Linked DNA regions of Gossypium hirsutum: region 1 is linked to region 2. A link is a contact called in public Hi-C data. All regions are on one chromosome and are shown on one strand. Each heading gives the region's core, a stretch centred on a gene start, on an enhancer-like site or on the middle of the called end of the contact. The rest is flanking DNA. Distances are from core to core; before and after follow the strand shown. Region 1 holds the start of LOC107892154 (protein NUCLEAR FUSION DEFECTIVE 4). Region 2 holds the start of LOC107892158.

The links. A called contact is a pair of places that touch in the nucleus more often than the background predicts.
Region 1: a contact with region 2 is called in a Hi-C map of leaf, with 1.9 times the contacts expected there. The contact joins the promoter of LOC107892154 here to the promoter of LOC107892158 in region 2. A contact is called at or near these places in 3 of 34 Hi-C or Micro-C datasets (callus and leaf).

What each region holds. Positions count from the first base shown.
Region 1 is chrD09:12,605,124-12,607,927 of Gossypium_hirsutum_v2.1, reverse strand. LOC107892154 (protein NUCLEAR FUSION DEFECTIVE 4) reads left to right here and starts at 1,553. Exons shown (of 3, transcript XM_016817157.2): 1 at 1,553-2,073; 2 at 2,251-2,804. The coding sequence starts at 1,804.
Region 2 is chrD09:12,396,068-12,398,767 of Gossypium_hirsutum_v2.1, reverse strand. LOC107892158 reads right to left here and starts at 1,252. Exons shown (of 8, transcript XM_016817163.2): 1 at 1,030-1,252; 2 at 887-927. The coding sequence starts at 1,123.

The sequences.
Region 1 (2,804 bases), core at 304-2,803, 210 kb before region 2:
TTATGTGCATAATTATATTATTCCCCAAATAGCCCAAGTGTCCTTTCATCAGAATCATGCTGCCTCTATACATACAAGTTAGTTGTACCAGACTAGACAGCTCACGCATTTTTGTTCCTATCTGGACAGCTGTCAGGTGCGGCGACAATTCTGGGCGCAATCTAAAATTACTCATGCAGTGACATCAGTACCAAAATATGACAAAATTAAGGGTAAATAAACTAAGATCCATTGAGTCATAAAATGTAAATTACTAAACTGAAAATGCTAAAATATGTGCTAAAGATAACTAAATGGGGGCAAATTAGCCAATAAGTTGGGAGAAAACATGAGTTCTTTCTAGTACTTGTCATCCAAACTTATAAGCTGAATTGTCATTTTACAAATTAAAAGGAATAAAACAAAATCGAAGAGAATAGGATTAAGAGAAAGATTTAAAACAAAATTATTGAGAGAACTAAGAATGAAGATAATAGGTCTGAATGGAAAAATATAAAGTTTAGAGGGGTTTATACAAAAAAAAATATTACTATTGGGGTATGTAGCCGTTGAAATTGTGACCATTGGAAGGAATGTTACCGTTGCTTGAAACCGCATCCTAGAGAACACATTTTCATTTTCTCACAAATATATAAAAAAAAACCTAAATTCATAAATTTTATAAAAAATCCACATATTTGTATAAATTAATCCTATAATATTACCAAATACTTGCCCAATTAAAAATAGGATAGAAAAGCTACATCGTCTGTGTGCTGTCTTATATAGTTATTCTAATATTTGATGGTAGTGTATGATTTTATACACTCTTAACGAATCATCCCATGTCATTAAAAATAAAAATAAAAATTAATTTTATATTATCCCCGCTAGAATGCTAAACTGAATATCTCCAGGACTGGTGGCCCAAAGAAGCATCCCATCCACATAATTTAGCTGTTTTTTTTTTCTTGTCGGCCACACAATTTAATTGTCCATGTCTCATTTGTTGTGTTTGCATATTAACAGCACCCTAAAAATCAAAAGTAGTAACACAAAAAAATTAAATTAGTCAAAATTATAATAAAATTAATATTTATTTCTTAAAAAATATATTAAGAAATATTTTTTTATCAAAATTTAATTTAAATAAAAATTTTCATTTACAACATCGTTAAAACATTAAAATAATAATTTTATTAAACAATAAATTATTTTTTAAATAGTAAATGTTAACTTTATTTTAATTTAATCTTATTTAATTTTTTTAATAATACATGAATTAAATTAATTTATTTAATAATAATATGACTAATTTAATTAATTCCTCTATTTTAGAGGTATCTCCTAAATGCATTCCCCTGCAAGAATAAGCTTCCAAAACTGACTTTATCTACTACCAGATTCCTTTTTTTATGTTGATTAATGAAATTGATGTAAAGGGAAAACGATTTCTTCCTCCCTTTTGAAAAACTGTTACAGATTTTTAATAATTTGAAAGTTATTACAGGTTTGTAACTTTTATGTATAATATTATATATTACCATTACAAAATTATTAGAAAATAAATAAAGTAAGAAAAGGCACCTTGCAAAAGTTAAACTGAATATCTCCATGACCGGTGACCCAAAGAAACATGACATTAACATGATTTAAGTTTTTTAGGTTTCTCCTCTGTCGTTTTGCATATTAACAGCACCCTAAAGCTCAAAAGTCTCTCACTTTGTTCGTTTTGGGTTGTTTTCGGAGGACTGCATAATGGCCGGACTGGAAGAAGGGTTTCAGGCTTTTCTAAACAATAGATGACTGGTTTTTGTTCCTGCAATGTGGATGCAATCTTGTTCTGGGCCTGGCTATATATTTGGTAGCATATCATCAGTGATAAAGACTTCTTTGAATTATAATCAAAAGCAGATTTCAAAGTTGGGTGTGGCTAAAGATCTTGGAGGCAGTATTGGGCTCATAGCTGGGACATTGTCTGAGATATTGCCTCTATGGAGTGTTTCGCTCGTTGGTGCTTTGCAGAATCTTATGGGTTATGGTTCCGTTTGGTTGATTGTTACAGGGAAAGTACCAGTTTTTCCATTGTGGGCTGTGAGTATCATTTAAAAGCTCTTCTTTTCTTGTTTGCTTGGTTTAATTCTATCAATTTGTAATCCTCTGTTTCTTCTTCTATTTTGAGCATTTTGGCTCATATAGTATGATGCTAGATAGCTATCAATCCGATAGCATTTTAGTGAAAAATCTTTGATAACCAATCTCAGTATGCAGATGTGCGTCTTAATATTTGTGGGAAACAATGGTGAGACCTACTTCAATACGGCTGCACTTGTTTCTGGTTTGCAAAACTTTCCAGAAAGCACGGGTCCAGTGGTAGGAATTCTCAAGGGATTTACTGCTTTGAGCGGTGCAATTTTGAGTCAGATATACACACTGATTAATTTCCCAGATCAATCATCTTTCATATTCATGGTTGCAGTTGGACCAACAATGGTGGTTATTGCTTTAATGTTCATTATCAGACCTGTTGGAGGTCACAAACAAGTGCGTCCATCTGATGGTTCAAGTTTCACACTTGTTTATTGTGTGTGCCTCCTTCTGGCTACTTACTTGATGGCAATCATGATTCTGGAAGATCTTGTTAGTATGAGCCACAATTTAGTCACAGTTTTTACTCTGATTTTGTTTGTTCTTCTTTTGATTCCCGTCGGATTGAGTTTCCGCGAAGAGCCTAGAGATCCAGCAGAAGAGATTCTTCTACCAAGGCCTGAGCAACATGAAGTAGTATCCAGTGAGTTTAAAAATGAAAAACCCGAGGAAGTAGA
Region 2 (2,700 bases), core at 3-2,502:
ACATAATAAAAAAGGAACATATTTAAACCAACATAACGAACTAAAGGTATGCTTGGTTGGGAGAAAAAGTGGAAGTAGAGAAGGAGGGAATGGACAAGTGGAAAGAAAATAAATTTTGAGTATGCTTGGTAGGGAAGAAAAATGAGAGGAAAAAGAAAATAGGAGAAATGATCATTTTCCATCCTAATGTATAAAAACCAATCATTCCAAATTGGAATGACAAGAGGAGAGAAAATGAGGAGTGTACCTAAGTTTAAAGCTATGCATTTTTCAAAAGTTTCATTTTTTTTTTCATCTCATTTTTTAAACTCTACTAAGCAATAGAAAGAAACAATATGTAATTTTCTTTCAATTTTTCCACCTTCCCTACCAAGCACCTTTATGGAAAGAAAATTTATATTTTCCATCTTTCTACTTTTCCACCCTTTCGATTTCCATCTTTCCAATTTTCTTCCCACCCAACCAAGCAAAGCCTAAAAGAATTTTGTTAAAATACAATTTTGTTAAAATACAAAGCCATTTGCATAATTATTATTCGATCACACATTCAAGCTCACATGAAAATCTTGTCGACCATGTTGATCAATAATAAATTTACATGGAAGATGAAGTAGTTTGAAAATAATCCATGTCATTACTAGAACAATATTATCAATTTCGACCTATACTAGTCATGTATTATAAAAAATAGAGAGACCAAATTATGTAAAATGAAAGTAGAAGCATAGAATACTAAATTTTGGCATAGTAAAGGGATCGAAAACATAATTAGACCAATCATAAACGAAGCATTCTCCTCAAAAGTGAATTTATGTATCCAGCTGAAGCTCTCAAGCCCTTAATTCCTAACCACAGAAACTAAAAGCAAATTAAAAAAAAAAACAACCTGCTTGTCATTCACAGCGTCTAGAATCCTCTTCTTAAAATCTGCCAAGATAAGGAAAATGTTACTACTCACGAGGATGGAAAAAAAAGGAGAAACGAAGGCGATTAAAAAGTAGAGGAAATGAAAGAAAACATGGAAAATACCTGGCTGGGCAATAAGAAGAGAGAATCGATCAAATAGATATGACAATTGCTCCCTTGATAATGTCCCGTATTTCTGCAACTGGGAATTCGCCATTGACGAACAAAATTTAAGGAAATGAGATATCCAAATGAAAAATAAATAAATAAATATGCTTCTAAAAGTAGAGGACAGGCGAATCAACAAGGTATTTTTCTCATTACTGTACAGTTACAAAGTTACCCTCTTTTAGATTAAGTTCCACCTGGAGGGAGTTATTCAGCTTGCTCATCAGCCCGGCCCGCTTTGGATCAGATTTGGACCTAGATTTCAGTCCCGAGCCAATTTCTATAAATATTAAGGTTTAATTGAATAGAGGTAGTCCGTCGTTTGAGTTAAATATTTATATTTTTTAATTTAAAAAAATATTCATTTTTTTGTCGAATTGGGTACTCAAAATTTATTTCGTAATCAATTTACATTCATTTAAAAAAAATCAGAATCAATCAAGAAGCACCACATCACCACACCATTAAAATCTAATTAAATAAAAAAATTCTATTAATAAATAAAAATATTTATATTTATATTTATATTAAATTAAATAAAAAAATTATTCTCCCTCTCCCTCTTTCACCCCCACCCTGTCGCTCTCCTCATTTCCATATTCTCCATTGCAATTCATTTAGCTAAAAGGACTTTAGCACTTGTACTTGTTACTATTTATAGAGACTTGTGTTTGCAAGAAAGATGCAATGACTACTTCAACTAAAATGGAGAAAGATGAGGTGTTTAAGCTTTCCCTTTAGTTAGCATTTCGATTAGTTTGGCCTTGGGAGAGATTTGTTAACTTAAGACTAAAACCAAATTTGACATCGAAAGGTGAGTTGAGGTTGATTCAATGGCATGATGTGAGAGGAGGGAGAGAGGGAGAAAGAGAGGGATGGCGTAGGAGGTTTTTTTTATTTAATTTTAATATAATTATTTTTATTTAATACTAATATAACTTTTTTTTATTTAGTTCAATTTTAGTGACATGGTGATGTGATGCTTCTTAATTGGCTCTGGCTTTTTTTAACGGACTGCAACAATAGGGTCAACTTTAGTTATGAATAAAGTTTAGGTACCCGATTCGGAAAAAAAAAGTTTAGGTGTGTTAGTGTACTAAACCAAGCTTCATTCAACATTTCAAGTCAACAAGCTGGTAGCAGTTGAGAGTTATTACAATATTGTTAAGTAGTTAGTCAAAACAGTTGTAGTTAGTTGAAATATTGTTATGTATAAGTTATTGACAAGTACAATGAGTGCACTTGTATATAAGGTGTATAAATTTGCAGTCATAAATAATTCAATCAGTGATTCATTTATATTCATTTTGTGTTTTTGTTTCTTATTTTCTCAGCTGCCAAACAATTTTTCTTAGCTTGTTCTTGATCTTTAACATGGTACTAAAGCTTCTTTTCCACACGAATTTTCTTATATGATCATATTCTTGGTATTTCTTTGGTTCATTATGGCTAACTCTACAAGTCCATCACGTGGTTCTGGTGTTAATCTCCCTGGGAATGACTCACTAGCGTTGAAGGCTCTTTCTTCCTCTGATGGTTTCTCTAATAGTTGATTGTTTTACACAAAGAAGATTAATATAATGCTTGAGGACATCAACTACCTACTTTAGCATCAATAGGTGTTGC